2 separate regions of the Muntiacus reevesi genome follow, and region 2 is linked to region 1. A link is a contact called in public Hi-C data. All regions are on one chromosome and are shown on one strand. The core of a region is the stretch at or near the end of the contact, and the rest is flanking DNA. Distances in the headings are between cores, read along the strand shown.

Region 1 (7,161 bases), core at 1,848-4,347:
CTACAAATCAATATATCTGTCTACCTACCATACAACTCCACTCTGGTAAACCATGAACTTGTAGTTCCCCACTGGTTTGTTTTTTTTTTTTTTTTTTCAGTATTTCCAGTTTCCATGGATGACTTCTTCATCTATTCATTTGGCCTGAGCCAGAAATCTAGAAATAATCCTTAACTCCTCCTCCCTCACTATGCATAATCTGATGTTGAGGAGGTTTCGAGAGAGGGATGGATTGAGAATGCCCCTGGGGCATTTGAATGGATGGTAACGCTTTGACCTAGAGCTAGAATCTAAGAAGCAGAGCGCTGTTAACTGTAGGGGCCACACACGGGGCGGGACGGGGGGCGCGGGGCGGGGGAGAAATGTTACACGTGGGTTCATGCTTTCAGCAAATTACTGAGCATCTGCTTGTGGCGATCTTCTAAATGCTGAACCTGTGGACAACGAACAACAAAGCAAAGTATGTTCCCTCACAGAGCACTTATATTCGGATGATGGAGGGAGACAAAATCATGAGTACTAGCAAATAAATATACTATTTTCGGTGGCCATAAGGTCTGAAAAAGTAGTGAAGGGAGAGTGTGGAAGGGTGTTAAGTGGGGATAGGGCGACCAGAGAAGGGCTCAAGGCTGATGACATCTGAATAGAGCTATGTTATATATAATGACAACTTACTACCTCAATATCAAGGGGTAGGAGTTACTTCCAATTAAGAAGATGATATTTGCATTGGCCTTGGTAAGAATTTTATGGGTGAGGGTTCATGGAAAAGGTGAATTCAGATTTTTTTTAAAAAATGTGAGTGAAAGCTGCAAAGTGCATGCTGCATTTAGGAAAAAACTGGTTATTTATTGTAATAGAGATAGGTGGGGTCAGATTATGGCAAAGTTTAAATGCCCTGTTGGTATCGATTTCATCCTCTACTCTGGGGAGTCACTAGAAGTTAGGAGCAGGAGTACTGAGACAGCCTGGGCCCTGGGTCCCTTTTCTGCAGTGTTTGCACCTGGACAAGTCTCCTGGGCAACAGAATACAAAGAAACCACAAGGGACTAAAAATAACTGTGGTGCATGCAGCAGTTGGGGCAAATTATGAATAATAAGATACAAAAAGACCAAAACCCTACTGCCATGATCCCTGGACACAGTACCACCAAGGAGGCAGGCGACCACCTAAGCCACCCCTCTGGCCCATCCACCCCTACCCTCACCCTATTTAAAGGACCTGCTGGGTGGGTGGGCAGGGGTGGCTTTGAGTGAGCCAAGGAAAAGTGTTACTTGTTTTCACTCCCTGAGCCCCAATAAAGCCTTGCTGGAATTTTTCTTCTGGACCCTTTTCAATTTCTATTGATTAAAGGGTCCAGGAACTCAGGTAGGTAATAGTATGACCTGTCCAGAGTATGCTTTAAAAAAAAAAATCATCTTTTATAGAATGGATTGTAAAAGGGGGGAGGGGAATCTTTAGGCAAAAATGCCAGTTAGAAATCTATGGAAATAGTCCAAGCTAAAGATAATGCAACATGGAGTGGAAATAAGTAGTAAGATATAAATTTGAAAGCCAGTAGTATGACAAGATCACCATGATTTTTTTTTTTAATTTGGGTGCCAAAGTGAAAGTCGCTCAGTTGTGTCTGACTTTATGATCCCATGGCTTATACAGTCCATGGAATTCTTCAGACTAGAATACTGGAATGGGTAGCCTTTCCCTTCTGGAGTATATTACTGGAGTGTTCCCTTCTCCAGGGGATCCTCCAAACCCAGGGATTGAACCCAGGTCTCCCACATTAGCAGGCAGATTCTTTACCAGCTGAGCCACAAGGGAAGCCCAGGAATACTGGAGTGGGTAGCCTATCCCTTCTCCAGCAGATATTCCCCACCCAGAAATTGAACTGGGGTCTCCTGCATTGCAGGTGGATTCTTTACCAGCTGAGCTACCTGGGAGACCCCAGGTGCCAAAAGAAAAATACTGAGCTAAGGTGTCTGGGAATATCTTGACTGTAACTAACAGAAAATCAAAAAGAGGTGGAAAAGCAGATTTAGAAGATGGCAAGTTCCTTTTAGACATGCTTATGTGTCAGACCAGTGAAGAGTCCCAGGTTTTCCTTAGCAGTAGTGTTACCAACCAGGGTCCTTGGACTCTAATCAATAGAAATTGAGGCCAGGTAAGAAATTCAGGCAAGGCTTTATTGGGGCTCATTCTGCAGCAGGAGGAAGTGAAAACAAGTGACTTGCCTCTGGGCCAAAGGGGTGGCTTATGTGGTCTGTCTGCCACCTTAATGGTTCTGTGTGCAAGCAGCGGTTGGGTTTTGGCCTTTTTGTTTCTTACTGTTCATGATTTTCCACAACCCTGCATGCACAGTTATTTTTATTCCCTTATAGTTTCTTTGTACTCTGTTACTGGAGGAGTCATCTATCAAGGTGCAAGCATTGCAGTAAAGGGTCCCCTGTCCCAGCCCATTCCAAAAGTTGTAGCCCTGAGACTAAAGTGCCTTTCCCCCTACTTCTTGCTCTTCTGCAAAGATGAAATCACAATTGGATTTTAACTAACTATATGATTTAAGGAAGTTTCTCACACCTCTTAGGAAAAGGAGGTAGTGTCTGCTACCCGATAAAAAGCGCATTCATATACATACTCTTCTGACTGTACAAACTGATCCAACAAATCCTATCTTGGCTCTAGGCCACCAGATCATTGAAGGAGAAACTATAATGTCTTAGACTCTTCACCTCCTTAGAGATAAATTCGTATATCACAACTCATAATAATCCTGTGATTATTTACTGCATTCATGAAAACAAGCCTAAACTGGGAGACCTAAACTGCGCCAGGACTAGCACGACTGACCTCAAACATCACCCCCCCCCCCCCCCCTCCGCCCCCGCCCGGACCTCCTTCACCAGGAGTGCTGTGTGCAGAGGTGAAACTATATTTCCCAGTAACCTCTGCGGGGCAAGGAGCGCGAGGGAGGGCGGGAAGGGAGGGGGGGGGGCGAGCCTTTGTATGAACAGCTTTCCTATTGGTGCGCAATCCAGAAGCTGTGTAAGCCAATGAGCGATTGGGCGGGCTCGTGCCTGCCGCGCCGCCCCCCGGTTTGAGTGTTTTTTTTTTGTTGGGCGCTTGGCGTCTGCGGCTCCAGGCAGGGTGAGTGGAGTTCCGGGTTCCAGGAGGGGGGGGGGTCAGGGAAGGGGTCTGGGGAGGAAAAGAGGGATTGTGCCCGGGGCTGGGGTACTAACTGTGTGAGCAGTGCGGAGGGGAGGGGTGGGAGCCTGAAAGGGCTCGTCGAGAGGCCCGGGCCGTAACGGACAGTTAGCATCTTTAGGGGGAGGATAGGTGGCGCGGGAGGATGGGGACTCTGGTCTCCACGGGGTCAAAACAGGACGAAATGGAGAAAGGAGTACGGAACGTAAGCTCCTGGGATTCCCTCATCGTCCCCGCCGGGCTCAGCCTCACGTTCCTCATTTGTGAAGTTGAGGGATAAGATCCTTCAGAGTTGTGGGGTTAAAGTAATAAATGCCCAAGTGCTAAACCCAAATAAAAATAGGGATGGGTAGAAGCTGACTGAAACACTGTAATTTGTGTTATAAACAAGGAAAGGGCCAAGCTCTTTCAGGAGATAGGACGATGCTTCCATCTGCAGATAGTACACACGGTCGTGGGAGAGGTGGGACCCGCAGAGAACCTATTCCGTCCCCTCTTAGAGAATGGCAAATGCGCTCCCTCTGCAGCTAGCTCGTTTTGGATGGAGAGACTCAGGGAAGAGATGGAGGAGGTGGTACTTGAGTTTATCGTGTGCAGATTGGACTTCATTAAGTGAGACTATGAGTGGAGGGAACTGTGGACCAGCTGAAGGGAAACTCCTGAACAAAGACATGGACGCCGGAGTACATTAGGGGAGTGGAGGAAAACAAGGCAGGAGAGGTAGGTTTGGGCCATACATTTAAAAAGCCGGGAGGGTTAGGCAGAGTTTGATTTAGAGCATTAGACTATGAGAAACACCGATGAATCTTAACAACTTTTTAGTCAGGTGAGGGGTTGGATAGAACAGTTAAGTCATTGTAGTAGGTTAGGTAAGAAGACATAGAGGATCCCTAATTAACACCGTCCTTGTCAGAAGAGGGTCAAGAGAAGGAGTAATGAAATGAATACATTTTCAAATCCAGGTTACTTGAAAGAGGCTGAATTGGTAACTGAAATAGAAAGGTCAGAAGGAACATGTTTGGGTGACAAAGGTGATGTATTTGGGGAGCATTAGCTTTAAGATGCTAAAAAATATGTGGCTTGAATGATTTTTTTTAGTATTAAGGAGTTTCATTGGTCAGTTATGACCACACTTCTGGGTTCATGACCCAGGAGTGAGCTGCTTCATTCTGATTTTTTCTTTTTTTGAGTTAAACATTTCAAGTTCCAATGGGACATATATAGATGAAAATATGTTACATAATTGAAAATTCAAGTCAGGAGATTGAAAGATCTCATTTATTCATTCTAAAAGTCATTGTAAGTTATTCTTTTACAGGTCGTGTTTTAGATGATATAGGTAATTATCAAAAAGAAGTGGGAATAATGTTTCCAAAGAAATGGAGAGAGGAAGTAGTAAAGAAAGTTGAAGACAAAGCCTTTTGAACCAAGGGAGTAAAATTTTCAGTGAAAATAGTAATTGTATGCATTTTTTGAGTGCTTAAATGTGTTGGACATGTGCTCTGCTCTTCTATTCATTTAATCCTTACAACAGCCTGTGACATATATGCTATTATTATCCCCATTTTCTAATGAGTAACTGAAGTTTAAAGAGATTAAGTAAAAACTTCCTCAAGGCCACACAGCTAATAGGGGACAGAACTTTGGCTCAAACCCAAGTCTGCTTGATTTCAGAACCTGTGCTCTCAACCACAAAGCAATATTTTAAAAAAGAAGGTTAACATTGTCAGGCAGGCAATCAATGCACTTGTTGAATGGAGAAGGACGGAAGCAAAAGAACATTGGACTTATGAATGTGGATGTCTGCTGATGAAGAAGGGCAACTCCAGTTCAGATGTAGTAGCAGAGTTGAGGTCTTAGAGATTATAAAGCTAAATGAGACATGAGTGTAGGCAACTTTTTGTAGATGTACACTAAGTCAGGAAGGAGTAAGGAAGAGAGGGAGGTGAGAGGTTACAGGTTGTTAGAAGTTCGTAGAAAGCTCCACTTGCTCTTCACTGATTTGAGGACAGTGGCATTTCAGATGCCATCCAGATACATAGACAGGAATGGAGTGCTGCAACATAGAGGAGCCTTAAAAAGTTTAGGCGAAATAAAAGCAGTCAGTCAGAAAGACTACATACCATATGATTCTGTTAGGTAGTTAGAATAGGGAAAAGGAGTCCAGAATGGCAGTGGCTAAAAGACCTGGAAGGGAGAAGCCCGTGAAAATAGAACAAAGGAAGGTCCGAGGACCGGAGTGAGAACCTCAGATAAAACAAACAGCACTCCTGGCTGGCCCAATTTACATAGGACAGGCCCAGGGAGAGAAAAACATATAAAAGAGGAGCCAAAGCTAGCTCTCTCTCTCTCCCGCTCACTGGGGCGCTCTTCTCTTGGCGTTTTTGGGTCGACATGCCCTCACGCCTCGAAGATGGATTTTCCTGCTATTATGTAAATAAATTAGAGCTGTAACACTGATTTATCTAAGAGCTATAACACGATCCGTTCGAGACCTGAGAGCTATAACATGATCTGTCCAAGACCCAAGAGCTGTGACAACCGAGGGGGGCTTTAATGTCCATCACTCCAAATCTTTGTGTGATGAGACAGAAACTGAGAAGCATACACTCACCTGACAATTCCATGGGCATGCAAGTCCAGAACAGGAAGCTCTGTGGAGACAGGAAGTAGATTGGTGCTTGCTTAGGGCTGCAGTGGAGTGGAGCTTAGGGGAAGCTGAAGGTTACCTGGGTTTCTTGAAGTGCTGAAGATGTTCTAAAGCTCCTGATGGTGATGGTTGAATGTGTCTGTGACTCTACTAAACTCACTGAGCTGTACATTGAAATGAGTGAATTGTTTGGAATGTGGATCATACCTCCTGAGAGGGCAGGTTTGGTGGTGGGAGGTCTTGTGTTGGGGGGCTCACTTTGGGGCATGTTAAGCTTGAGAGACCTGCTCAGGCAGAGGTGCATGAGTCTCTTGAGGGCACTCAGGACTAGAGGCTGCATTTGAGAACCACTGGTGTGTTCCTTGTATTTAGAGCCACAAGGCTTCATGAGGTCGCCAAGGCAGTAAAGATGAGAACTAGAAGTGACTGAAGATCAGTGGCCAGTGTGGAGGGAGGGAAATGAGGAGCACGTGGTGTCTGGGAGGCTAATTGTAGGAAAGCTCAAGGAGGTTGGAGGAGGAGGGGGAAGAGCACGGGGTTGTGAGCAGGAAAATGGCACCTGGAATTAACCAAAGTGGTGCGTGCTTTCACTCCTTTTCACAGAATTCCTCCCAAGGGACTGAAGATTGTAGGCAGACATTTATCAAGCAGAAGAGTGCTGGGATAGACCATTATGTCACCTCTTGCCTGCTCACAGTCACAGTGGAGTGACAGTAGGCTTGATGAGAAAGCTTTCCCCAAAGCCAAGTTTACGAAGAACCCCTCCCATGCCCCATCTCCCCATCTTCCCCTCTCCCCCTCTCTCCCCTTCACATAACATGGCTTCCCTCTTTGACAGTGAAGTTTATCTTCCTGAAAATTACTGTGACAAGATTGATCTGTGTAGAAAGATGGTACTGACAGTCCTACTTGCAGGACAGCAAAGGAGACACAGACATAAAGTATAGACTTTTGGGCTTCGTGGGAGGAGGAGAGGATGGGATGATATGACAGAATAATTGAGACATATACATTACCATGTGTAAAATAGATGACTTGTGCGAGTTCCACGCGTGAAGCAGGGCACCCAAAACCAGTGCTCTTGGACAACCTAGAGGGATGGGGTGGAGAGGAAGGTGGGAGGGGGGTTCAGGATTGGGGGGACACATGTATACCTATGGCCGATTCATGTTGATGTATGGCAGAAACCATCCCAGTATTGTAAATATCCAATTAAGAGATTTGATTTATCTGTATTATCAATTGAAATGGAAATTGTACGTGAACTTTTTAAAGATAAAACAATAGATGCAGCACACCAAGTAAAGATAACATC
Region 2 (7,161 bases), core at 2,200-4,699, 440 kb after region 1:
GAAAAGTAAAAAACGTGGAAACAAAGGAAAACAGTCGAAGGAGACTAAATAATGATGTAGTCATGAAGCATAGTCAAGGACCTTTAGTTTTTTCTCAAGGACTATAGGTAATACTCTGAGCCATATCCTGTGAGCTGTCTTACAGATACTAAAACACCACGCGGAGAAGTTAACTTCTTGATGACCAGACTGAACCAAGGACTTGAGCTGCCACAATTCTGAGAACTGACTGCAAAGAAATGGGAACACGTGCACCCCAGAACTGAAGATTAACTGTACACAAAACAACCAAGATGATGCTAGGAAGACCAGTGATGACCAATATGAAGATGACTTAGAGATGACTGTGCTGTTTCTGCATGCAGCCCCCCCCCCCCCCCACAGCTCTAGCTATAAAAGCTCTCATCCCCTGCTTGTGGGGGCGGGGGGTGCAGAGTCAGTCTTTGGACAGATGTCCACCACACTCCCCCTCAGTTGCTGGCATCTGAAACAAAGCAAACTTTTCTTTCCCCCAACCTGGCCTGTTTATTGGCTTTTGAGTGGTGAGCAGATGGACCTCCCATCACACACACCCTTCCGATAACATTATCATGAATAAGCCACCTTTAAAAGCTTAAAACTTTAGTTTATAAACATGGGAGAGCAGTGGAAATTTTAAGTTGAGAATGATACAATATTTTCGCCTGGAAATATTCCTTGTCAGCAGTGGATAACTGCAGGAGAGCACAGTTGGAGTCTACAACAGTCGGCAGAGGAAACCACAGAGGCGACCAAAGTGACAGCCACAGATGACAAGTATGGACTCTGTATGTGCGTCACTGAGGCTGAGCTGACCAAGCTCAGTGATCAGTTAAGTGCTGACTATGAGGATCAAGACCACCAAGACTAGAAACCAAAATTCTTTATTTTCATTTACGTACATGCTGCTCACATGTTTGTAAAACTTTTTTAAATTTAGCAAGAGTATAAAAAGCATTATTTAAGTAAGAGGAAAAAAGATCTCAAAATGTCCTCTCCTCCTTGAAACCTGACACACCTCACTACACTCTAAACAGAATTAATCCTAAATTCCCATAGCATTTAGACAGACATCACAGCACATGGGTTTCCCAGGTAGCCCAGCAATAAAGAACTGGCTTGCAAATGCAGGAGATGCAAGACACATGGGTTCGATCCCTAGGTTAGCAAAATTCCCTGGAGGAGGAAATAGCACCCCACTCCAGTATTCTTGCCTGAAGAATCCCATGGACAGACGGCCTGGTGGGCCACAGAGTCAGACACGACTGAGCACACGGCACAGGTAACACTATAACCCATTCCACCGCTGAGAACACAGGGGCCGTATACTAACTACTGACTGGATCTCTAGGACTTAGCATAGTCCCTACCCAACCTGTAGAATAAAGAGAATGGTAGCTTTATTTTTAGCTCTTTTCCACTTCAAAACTGCCAGGACTTTACTAAAAATGAATATCTTGGGTGGAAAAATGTTAGAAGTCACAGAAATGGAATAAATATCCCCACAAAGCTTTCTGAGTAATTAAACTGGTCACATGGTCCGCTCTCACTGTTGGTGGTGGTCTGTTCTACAGGTACCCTGAGCACTGACTGATTCAAGACCCAGCCACTGCTCCTGCAGAAACACTGGGTTAGGTTCCCTCCAGCCTCCGGTTGCTTCATTTCCATCAACCAGTCAGTACAAAGCCTTGCTCTTCATGTTTCTATTAAAGGCACCCTATTTAAGTAAGACACTGCTGATTCCTTAACACTGAACTCACAGCTGACAGCACCTAACTCACACCTGAACAAAGCTCATCAGAAAGAAGCCTGCCTTCCTGCACCAACAAGCTTGGAGGACCTTCTAGACAGGGATGGACTTGGGAGGGCGTTATACTATGTCCGTCAGAGAGAGAACGACAAACACCATGTGATGTCACTCACAGGTGGAACTGAAACAACACAACACACTAGTCAACAAAAGAGAAGCAGACTCACTAGTGAACTCAGTGGTGGTACCAGTGCGGGAGCGAAGGAGGGAGGGGCAAGGCAGGGGTAGTGGGAAAAAGAGGGTTGTTAACACAACCTTATGCCCACGATCTCGTGTGAGCGAAGCTGGAAAATTGTAAAGAATTACAGAACTTAAAGAATCTTTGAATCAATTTTTTAGAAATGGGCTAAAGAAACAGTGGAATCACGAATAAAAAGCTTAAACTGTGGCACTGAAGGACAACGAGGCCGCTGGTTTACAGTCTGAAATAAGCAGGCAGAGGGGCGGTCCGCCAGACTTCGGCAGGGACAGCGCGAGGGTCACCCCGCACACCGGCCAGGCGCCCTGAGTGCTGGTTCTGTTCGGGGGCCGGTCCGTGAACCCACAAACACCGAAGGCGCGCTAGGTCTGCTCGGAGATGAGCCCCGCCCCCCGAACCCCGACTCTACATCATCCGTCCGCTCGTGTCCAGCCCACCCGGTGAGCATCACTGGACAGACGGCCTGGCGGCGTCTCCAGCGAGCCCCGCACACGAACGCTGCTCCGGCCCGTGACCACCAAGCCAAGGGTCCAGGAGTGCTATACTGAGAAAAGAAAACTGTACAAACCTTTCCGAAAAAACCAGACCCGATGCCGCCGAAACACCTGACCCGGACCCAGAGCTCCAGGCTGGGGGAGAATTTAGATTTCAGAAGTTTGTGCCTCGGTCTGTGAGTCCCCGGGAGGAACAGACCTTAAACGGACTCGGAGACCAGAAAGCGCAAAAACCCAAAGCCCATCAGTTAACGGATAAAGAAAGCAAGGCTCCCCCCTCGACGAAACGCCGCCCAGCGGCCGTGGACCGAGGAGCGCCGACCCCGCCGGACCAGGTGAGCCGCGTCAGCTAACGAGCTCGCGGGGCTCCGGGTGCCCCTCACGCTCCACACTAGCGGCGACTGCGGCGCTGCCCGGCCCGGAGAAGGCGCCGAAGCCACGCAGCCGGTGTCTTCAGACTGAGGGATTCCACCGTGTGTGGATTCCGGCTCGTTTGTTTGAAAGCGCCACAAGAGCTGACGCGCTGACCGGTCAAACTACGCCGAAACACCAACGCCTTTCCCGCCTGGCGCCAGTGGGCGTATCAGCCCTCGGTCCCCGCCCCGAGCATCACTGAGCCCGCGACCCCGGCCCCGGCCGCCCGCCCGCTCGCACGGCCCGAGGCCCTCACGGCACATCACACACCGCTGGGCGCGGAACTGCTAAGCCGGGACCAGCAACGCGAACTCCCACCCGACGGCGACTCCACTTACGCGCCTCAGCCGCGCAGGCCGGACCGAGTTCTGTCCAGACTGAACGCACAGAAACTCCCTGGGATACGGCCGCCTGGAGAACCCTGGGAAGAAGGTCTGGGCAAGAACGCGCGGGCGGAGGGGACCTGAACGTGCGGACGGGCACTAGGCACGGCCGCCAAGAGGACTCTGGAAAAAAGGTCTGGGCGAGACCACACCAGCGGATGCGGTCTGAACGCGCGGAAGGGCACTAGGCACGACCCGCAGAGGATCTTGGGAAGAAGGTCTGGAAGAAATCGCGCCAGCGGTGACGGCCTCAATACGCAGCAGGGCGCTTGAACGGCCGCGCAGAGGATCCTGGGAAGAAGGTTTCGGAAACACCGCAACGGACGAGGAGGCCTGAAGGGCACGCAGAGGACCATGGGGAGAAGGTCTGAGCGACAACGCCCCGGGGCGGGGTGGCCCGAACCCCACCCTGCTTAGGATGGCTGAGTGGAGGACCGTGGGAAAGGAGTAGGTCCAACTGAACTCGCGCCGGACCACTGCGGGGCATAGAAAGAGAAGCCGCAAGTCAAGTCGACAGATGGGAGCAGAGCCGTCTGTTGAAAGCCGTAAAGCAAGCTGGCAGTACGACCCGGACCACCGTGCCCGCCGCTCGGCTCCCGCATGTCCTACGTCACCGTGACCTCTGCTGCCCCCTGGCGCCCAGCGAGCTCGCCGCATCGCCCTCTGCGCCCCAAGCCCAGCAAGGACTGCCCGGTTGCTTGGCGCCCCCGGTGCTTCGAGGCTGCTATGGTCATCAGAGCCCGGCAGGGACTGCAGGGGGACGGGCCCTCCGGAACATGCCCCTTGCCGCTCGGTCCCCAGGCCAACGGACTGGTTTCAAATTGGGAAAGGAGTCCGTCAAGGATGTATACTGTCACCCTGCTTATTTAACTTATATGCAAAGTAGCTCATGTGGAATGCCAGGCTGGATGAAGCATAAGCTGGAATCAAGATTGCCAGGAAAATGTCAATAACCTCGGACATGCAGATGACGCCATCCTTATGGCAGAATGACTTCTCTGGTGGCTCATACGGTAAAAGCGTCTGCCTACAATGTAGGAGCCCTGGGTTCGATCCCTGAGTTAGGAAGATCCCCTGGAGAAGGAAATGGCAACCCACTCCCAGTACTCTTGCCTGGAAAATCCCATGGACAGAGAAGCCTGGTAGGCTACTATCCATAGATGGGGTCGCAAAGAGTCAGACACGACTGAGTGACTTCATTTCTTTCCTTCCTTCCTTCCTTCCTTAGCAAAGAGGAACTGAAGGGCCTCTTCATGAAAGTGAAAAAGAGTGAAAAAGCTGGCTTAAAACTCAACATTAAGAAAACGAGGGTGATGGCATCCGATCCCATCACTTCATGGCAAATAGACAGGCAAACAATGGAAACAGTGACAGATTTTATTTTCTTGGGCTCCAAAAATCACTGCAGATGGTGACTGCAGCCATGAAATTAAAGACGCTTGCTCCTTGGAAGAGAAGCTATGACCAACCTTGACAGCATATTAAAAAGCAAAGACATAACTTTGTCAAAGCTATGGTTTTTCCAGTAGTCATGTATGAATGTGAGAGTTGGACCATTAAGAAAGCTGAGCGCCAAAGAATTGATGCTTTCAAACTGTGGTGTTGGAGAAGACTCTTGAGAGCCCCTTAGACTGAAACGAGATCAATCCAGTCAATCCTAAAGGAAATCAGTCCTGAATATTCACTGGAAGGACTGATGCTGAAGCTCCAAGACTTTGGCCACCTGATGTGAAGAGTCTACTCAATGGAGAAAAAACCCTGATGCTGGGAAAGGTTGAAGGCAAAAAGCGAAGGAGAGGGCAGAAAATGAGATGGTTAAATAGCATCACTGACTCAATAGACATAAATTTGAATAAACTCCGGGAGATAGTGAAGGACAGGGGAGCCTGGCATGCTGCAGTCCATGGAGTCACAGAGTTGGACATGAGCTCAATAACACATAAAACACATACAATAACAACAACAATAACACATAAAACATATAAAAATAGGCAGATGAATATCTAAACTCTGAATGAAGAAAAGCTTTCTAACTGTAAAAGCTGATAAATTAATAATAAAGTAAAAGATGAATAAATGTACCTATATTTAACTTCTTTAGCTTCTGAAGAATAAACAAGAAAAAGGGGGAAATACAATTGACATGTATGATGAAGTGAATTCATGTATAAAAAGTTCTAAACTCAAGAAATTAGACAAATGAAGTTGAGTGGATATTTTGCAAAAGGAGAAAGATAATAAATAGGAAAAAATGTTTAATGAAACCAAAAGAATACATATTGAAATAAGTGTATAATTTCAACCATTTCTTTTTAAATTAGGAAATTTAAATGTTTTATATAAATTTACATTAATAAATTCTTACTGAAAAATATAAATGATAAAAATTCATCTAGCATTTTACATAACCACTTGTATGTCAAAACCAAAATTATTCTCACAGTTGACCAGTGTTATCTATTGATATATATAGTCTTTCTGACCTTGTATTTATGATCATACATTGAAATAATTTTGGCTGATAATATGCAGTACAGATGATACTTTCATACTGCTAGTAAGAATATAAACTGATGGAGGTTTTCAGAAAAGCAATCTTGCAATACGTATCAAAAACATACCCACTCATCCAGGAATTCAACCTCTAGAATGTTAGCCACTAAAGAAAATGTAGCTAGCTGGGATGTACACAAAGATTTCTTTATAAGAATACTCTATATAACATTATTTATACCTGAAAAATGACTGAACACAAAATGTTAACATTATGAAATCTGTTAAATAGGACAGCCATTAAAAACCAGGTTTTAAAAAATGCCTATTGACATGGAAAAAAAATGCTCAAGATCATTTTCTGTGGAAAAAGCAGGGCCTAAAACTATACACATATAACTGCTTGCCCACACTCATTAGGATGGCTACTATGTAAAAAAAAAAAACACCAAATGTTGACAAGGATGTACGAAAACTGGAATCCTGTGCACTACTGATAGGAATATAAAATGGTGCAAATACAATGGTAGGCCTTCAAAAAATTAAAAATAGAATTACCATATGACTTGACAATTCCACTTCTACTTATATACCTAGAAGAACTGAGTGGAGTCTTCAAGAGGTATTTGCACATCATGTCCATAGCAGCATTATTCACAGTAGTCAAAAGATGGAAGCAGCCCCAGTGTCTGTCACTGACAGATGATGGACAGACAAAATGTGGTGTGTATACACAAATGACTATGTTTCACAGCCTTAAAAAGGAAGTAAATTCTGACACGTTGGACAATATGATGAACCCTGAGGCCATTATGAAGCCTATCGAAAAAGAGAGACATAGTACGATTACGCTTACAGGACCGGAAGAAGTCAGATTCATAAAAACAAAGTGGAAGAGTGGTTGCCAGGGTCTGGAGGGAGGGGGAAATGGACAGTTGCTGTTAAGTGAATATTGAACTTCAATTTTGCAAGAGGAGAAGAGCTGGAGATTGTATAACTATGTGAGTGTCCTTAACACTTCTGAGATGTACACTTGAAAATAGTATGATGGTAAATATTATGTGTATCTTATTGCAGTTTCAAATTTTTAAATTAAAATATTTTTTTAAAAGTTTACCTACAGTGAGGCAAATCAGAGAGCTTCCATATGAACTGATTGACTACCTTGTTCTTAACTATAAAGACAGTAAAGGATCACAAGGAATATCTTTGAGATAAAAGCTATTAAATGAAAAAAGAACCCAAGCAAGAAGGAAAACAAAAATATTTTTCCAAAGAAAACATAAATAACATTCTAGGATAAGAAGATATATGTATTCTGTTCACAAGACAGTATGCTCTAAAAAAAGA

Evidence for each region. Hi-C and Micro-C count contacts between places; a contact is called where the count stands out from the background.
Region 2: a contact with region 1 is called in a Hi-C map of muscle, with 3 times the contacts expected there. The contact joins the promoter of RAD52 here to the promoter of CCDC77 in region 1. A contact is called at or near these places in 2 of 3 Hi-C or Micro-C datasets (blood and muscle).

What each region holds. Positions count from the first base shown.
Region 1 is chr1:50,912,798-50,919,958 of mMunRee1.1, forward strand. CCDC77 (coiled-coil domain containing 77) reads left to right here and starts at 3,098. Exons shown (of 12, transcript XM_065942923.1): 1 at 3,098-3,139.
Region 2 is chr1:51,350,073-51,357,233 of mMunRee1.1, forward strand. RAD52 (RAD52 homolog, DNA repair protein) reads right to left here and starts at 3,450. Exons shown (of 13, transcript XM_065943020.1): 1 at 3,274-3,450.